2 separate regions of the Triticum aestivum genome follow, and region 1 is linked to region 2. The links are chromatin contacts, called in public Hi-C maps. All regions are on one chromosome and are shown on one strand. Each heading gives the region's core, a stretch centred on a gene start, on an enhancer-like site or on the middle of the called end of the contact. The rest is flanking DNA. Distances are from core to core; before and after follow the strand shown.

What was found. A called contact is a pair of places that touch in the nucleus more often than the background predicts.
Region 1: a contact with region 2 is called in a Hi-C map of leaf, with 2.9 times the contacts expected there. The contact joins the promoter of LOC123078107 here to the promoter of LOC123078106 in region 2. A contact is called at or near these places in 2 of 5 Hi-C or Micro-C datasets (both in leaf).

What each region holds. Positions count from the first base shown.
Region 1 is chr3D:171,901,828-171,904,838 of IWGSC CS RefSeq v2.1, reverse strand. It overlaps LOC123078107 (phosphatidylinositol transfer protein 3), which reads left to right and starts at 1,731. Exons shown (of 6, transcript XM_044500506.1): 1 at 1,731-2,110; 2 at 2,927-3,011. The coding sequence starts at 2,975.
Region 2 is chr3D:171,717,476-171,720,386 of IWGSC CS RefSeq v2.1, reverse strand. It overlaps LOC123078106 (protein PHYTOCHROME KINASE SUBSTRATE 4), which reads right to left and starts at 1,325. Exons shown (of 1, transcript XM_044500505.1): 1 at 1-1,325. The coding sequence starts at 1,013. LOC123078105 reads right to left here. Exons shown (of 6, transcript XM_044500504.1): 6 at 2,172-2,578. The coding sequence ends at 2,451.

The DNA.
Region 1 (3,011 bases), core at 482-2,981, 180 kb before region 2:
GATCTCATCCGAGACTCCGAACAACTTTCGGGTTTCCGCATACACATATCTCTACAACCCTAGCGTCACCGAACCTTAAGTGTGTAGACCCTACGGGTTCGGGAGACATGCAGACATGACTGAGACGCCTCTCCGGTCAATAACCAACAGCGGGATCTGGATACCCATGTTGGCTCCCACATGTTCCACGATGATCTCATCGGATGAACCACGGTGTCGAGGATTCAATCAATCCCGTATGCAATTCCCTTTGTCAATCGGTATGTTACTTGCCCGAGATTCGATCGTCAGTATCCCAATACCTTGTTCAATCTCGTTACCGGCAAGTCTCTTTACTCGTACCGCAATGCATGATCACGTGACTAACGCCTTAGTCACATTGAGCTCATTATGATGATGCATTACCGAGTGGGCCCAGAGATACCTCTCCGTCACACGGAGTGACAAATCCCAGTCTCGATCCGTGCCAACCCAACAGACACTTTCGGAGATACCCGTAGTGCACCTTTATAGTCACCCAGTTACGTTGTGACGTTTGGCACACCCAAAGCACTCCTACGGTATCCGGGAGTTGCACGATCTCATGGTCTAAGGAAAAGATACTTGACATTGGAAAAGCTCTAGCAAACGAAACTACACGATCTTTTATGCTATGCTTAGGATTGGGTCTTGTCCATCACATCATTCTCCTAATGATGTGATCCCGTTATCAATGACATCCAATGTCCATAGTCAGGAAACCATGACTATCTGTTGATCAACGAGCTAGTCAACTAGAGGCTTGCTAGGGACACGTTGTGGTCTATGTATTCACACATGTATTACGATTTCCGGACAATACAATTATAGCATGAACAATAGACAATTACCATGAACAAAGAAATATAATAATAATCATTTATTATTGCCTCTAGGGCATATTTCCAACAGCAGTGCCGTCCCCACCTTGAAGGTGATGCCTGGGTGCCCATGGTAGCTACCAGGGTTGAAGCCGGAGGTGGTGGTCGCATTGGTATCTACGAGAAGGATTTCGGCAATGTGTCTATGGTTATAGATTTTCACGGTGCAATTACTCCGTTGTTAGTATCTCTTGGATGACATCTTCTCCGAGTCTGACTGATTTCTACTGTTCACTCGTCGACTTCTAAGCGCTAAGGATGGATGACGCGTTGACCCAGCCTGGCTGAAGTCAAGGCGTGCTTTCAAGGTATTCTGTTTTGGTCGTGATGCAGTCTTTAAGCTTCGAGTCTTGTTTGTTTTTAAGTTGCTTACCAAAGGGGCCATGTGGTTTTGAGCTCCGAGTCTTGCCTCCTCACCATACCTGGCTTGGGGTTTGACTAGGCGAGTTATTTTGTTGTTGTAATCGTGGTGTTGTGCATGCCAAAATGCATTGTATGAGTTGCTTGACTTTTCTTCTATGATATTGATCTCTCTCTTTAATGTATCCTTGAAAAGAAATATTACACGGGTCTTTAAAATCCCTCTCTTTAATGCTTCTTTTTCAGATGATAGGCATATTACAGATACTTTGCGAAAGAAACATCAAGCGAATCCTTATAGGATAGGTGTGCGAGCATGCTTTCATAGGATGAGTATATGTGCGTATGTGAGCATCCGAGTATGCAGTGTGTTAAAGAAAAGAGAAATATTATTTGACTTTCTTTTTGGACTTTTATACCTTGCAAATCCTTCCTTCGCTATAAGAAAAATCTGGAGGAGCATCCCCTGCCGAGCACCTCCTAGTGAAACCGACGCGCGGCGCCTCCACGGCCGCTGCGGCAGACACCTGACGGCTGACGCGCCAACGCCTGGCTGGTGCTCCTACCGCACGGTGGCGAGGCGACTTTCCGCCCCTCCGCCCGCCCGGTCTCGCACGCCACGCGTACGCCGCGAAGGACTCTTCTCCCTCCCCTCCACCGCCCCGCTTTATCCCTCCTCCGGCTACCCCACTAGGCCACTACCGCTCGGCCCTCTCAGCTGCTCCACATTTCCTCCACGGCTGCTCCTCACGGGGGATCCTTCCGAGAACTTGCGGTGCCTGGCGACCGATCTCGGCGTGTGGTGTCGCCCGTCCTCGCCGGCGCCGAGAAGCGGGATCCCGATTCCCGAGGTGCGTGGCCGCCGCCTGCCATCCCGGTTCCTCCTGTTTGAATGGTTCAGGCAGACGCGTGAACTGTTGCTGTGTGCTCTTTGGTTTTTTATAGAGGCCGGTTCGATTGTAGATTTCTGGGGTTCTAGATCCCTCGTCGGCGCTTGTCTGGTGTTGTTTTGGACGATTGGATGTGAGGAAATTTGGTAGATTTCGATCTGCTCCTCCTGGAATTCTACCGATTTTTTCGCTGGTTACGCTCCTGGAAGGTAGGAACCGCAGGTAGTTTTTAGCCTGGACTTGATCTCGACCTGTTTGTTCTTCAGCCCACCGACAGCTGTGTGTGGCATCAGTAGATCCAGTTCTACGGGGAGAAAGGGACAGCTGAAGCGTATATAAATATTCCACAGCGTTATCGCGTCTTGATCGTAAGGTGTTCCATCAGGCACCAGTATTATAACCGACGCTACAGTGGAATTAGTGCCTTGTGCTTATAGGTTCCTCTCCTCCCATTTCCTTTCGCAAAAAAAAGAGGTTCCTCCCATTTCAGAGGTTCCCATGGTTTGTGGCTCATCCTGTTAATTTCCTCTCTTTTTTCAGCGGCTCTTGGAGCTGTGCGTTTTTTTATTATGAATTTCTTAGTTTTTTTTTGTTCTAGCTACAAACCAAATTTTGTTAGTTTTGTACTACGTTGTTACCTGAATTTTTAGTTATGTCACACTCCTTCCATCACACTGGCTTACTGAGTTGTCATTCTGTTCCTTCGCCAGTTTTTCTTCCCATACGAAGATGGAGATAATTTATGCGCATTCATCCGTGCGATAATATTTTTTGCAGGTGTTTCAGTTACATATCTGATAGAGTCGTCCCCCTTTAGTTGGCAAAATGTCATTTCTATGGAAGTCAAGCAATGGTGGTACAA
Region 2 (2,911 bases), core at 76-2,575:
CGGTACGTGGTCGGGTACGACGATGACGCCGCGAAGCTCTCCAGGTCGAACAGGTCGGAGCTCGCGTCGCTCATCGCGTCGTCGTCCATGGCCGACACTACCGCCGGCGCGCGCAGAAAAGCGGCCGCGGCTAGGGGTGGCGGCGGGTCCACGAGCACCACCGAGTCCTCGTCGATGGGACGGAACACCTCCAGCGACTCGCGCGGCGGCTCGTCGACGACGCTGCTGCTGATGGCCTTGGACGGGCTGATCACCGGGAAGGTGAATCCGCCAGAGCTCACCACGCGGCGGCCTACGTCGGGCGGGAATGCGGGGAAAGAAGCGCTGGTCCCATGATCTGTAGCCGGAGCGAGGATGTTGTTGTTGGCGCGAAGCGGGAACGCGCAGCTCCCCGTCGTAAAAATCTTCATCACGCCGGGCTCGTCGTTTGTAGACGGAGGAGGCAGCCCGTTGGCCTTAAAGACGGCGCTCTCCTCCCTGGCGTCGAACCTCGCGTGGACCCTCGGGGTGGTCGGCTCGGAGGCGACGTCGACGGTGACGGCCTTCCTGCCGGCGCAGGGGCAGTCCCGGCTGAAGATCCCCCAGCGCTGCCCGAAGCCGGCGGCGGCAGGCTTCTTGCCGCCGCGGTGATACCGATCGTCCCTCGTATCTAGGACGACGACGCCGTTGACGCCACCGCCATAGCCCTTGTCGTGCTGCCTAGCCGCCGACGGCGACTGGTTGCTGGCGAGCAGCCCGGAGCGGCTGTTCCAGCTCACCTCGGACGACGCCGCGGTGAGGCTGCTCTGGCTTGCCGCCGCATCCACGGCAGCGACGGGCAGCTGGCGCGGCGGGTCGTCCGCATGGACCGCGGCGGCGCTGTACTTGACGGCGTCCGCGGCGTTGAAGTAGCGATCGGCCGTGAAGATGTCGAGCTCCCGCTCGGCGCCGCCCGAGCGCCGGGTGGCAGCCGCGGGCTGCAGGTGGCCGGAGAGGAAGACAGGCCGCGCCGGCGCCACTCTGTAGCGGTCCATGTATACAATACAGGAGGAGAGATAAGACGGCACGCTTGGGTCACTCGTTCAGTGTGCGCGAGAGAGTTGGCGGAGAGGTGGCTGGTTGAGTGGAGGAATTTGTAGGGGCGGGAGCGCGGGCAGAGCCAAGGCGCGACAGGCTGGGCTAGACGGCGACGGCGCGCGGGCGCACCAGTGCGTGCCGAGACGCTACTGCCTCCGCTTCCGCTACCGGCGGGACGGGCGGGGAGGTGTAAGCGTCCGTGTCGCGCGCGTTTAAAAATGTGTGTGGCTGGCGTGGGGCGGGAGCCAAGTGCGGGCGGGCGAGCGACGGCATGCGAGCCGGGAGGAGAGGTGCTCTGCGCCAGCGGCCAACTGCAGCTCGGGGACGCGGGGTGGGCACCAAGACTGTGCCGTGCCGAGTGGTACATTCAGTCTTTTCGTTTTCGCGCCATCCTCTCATCATCCTGCCTCCCTCTGATCGCCCAATTCTGCGTGTTCTTCCTTCTCTCTGGGAGCGTGGTTGAAATCCGCTTGCACGAACAAACCCCGAAACGATTGCAATCGCCAAGTGCAATGCATCATCATCGACAGGCGGAGTGCGTTTCCACACGAATGATGAGTTCCATGCCATCCAAAACTAAGCGCGACGATCCAATGAACGATACAAGATACAGATACGTCGCTGCATGCAGTGTACTCGCCGGGAAACGGCCAGGATCTACTACGTGGCGTCCAAACGAGCCACTACCACCGAATCGGCGACAGCCTCACCGATGACAATATACCATCCACTCAACTAGCAATCGCTTATCTAATTCGATAATCTATCAAATGCCGTAGGCAAACTGGTCACGATTGTGATGCATGCCCCACTCCAATCCTTGGGAATTTCCATCCGGTTTCACTTAATGGCACGAATCCTTAGGAATTGGATCGATATGGACACACTCCTAAGGAATTTACTACCTACATACCTTCCTGTGAAAGAAATGACATACATAGCCAAAAACATCTAAAGAAATCCTCCAAAAAGTAAACAAACAAAAGGCCCAGTGTTTCAAACTTTAGAGCAAGCACACCTAGAACAACGATAAATACGACTGAAGCTATCAAATCACGAACAACTGCATTTACATACTCATGTCCTATCAAATGTAATTCAAGGTTGAACAATCATAGACCAACGCATGCTTGCATTTTGCAGACGAAAATAGCTGAACCTCTGGCTGGTTTAAGCTGGTTCACAACACTGCAATACTTATTTTAATACAAAAAATTAACACAAGATAGAGGGCATAACCTATACATAGAGATAGATACCAACAAAAACTAAGTGAAAGGAGCACATGTCAGTTAAAACATCCTTCTGCATGAAATCTTAACATTTACATCCTTTATAAGGTGGCACAGATTTCTTAGAGCAGTATTCAGTAGCTGGTCGGCTGCGCTAGTAAATTACAATGGCGAGGAGCCTCTGCTCTTGTGCATGTCATCGCGAGAAGCAGGGCGGGCGAACGAGGGCGATGACATGGCGGCATGACAGGACGACGAAACCAGTTGTGCAAGGGCTGGTATTGTACCAGCTGCAGATAGAATTAAAACTTTAGCTCATCGAATGTATAGAAATGAGTAATGGCAGTGGCAGAGCAAAGATCATAGATGTAAATGCTGTAATATGTGTGTTGCAGAAGAATTTGTAACTTAATCTAAAGATGAAACGTAATCTAACCAACACGGCAACACTACATAGAACAAGTAATCTCAATAACCCTCTGCAATAAAAAGCTGCTATACTATTCCAATGTACATCCTATGTACCTGAACAGTACCATTGTTGCTATACTATTCCAATGTTATTACTAGAGTAATTGCTGTAAATGCACTAATTAGTCCTCACATTAAATCTGCAGTTCAAA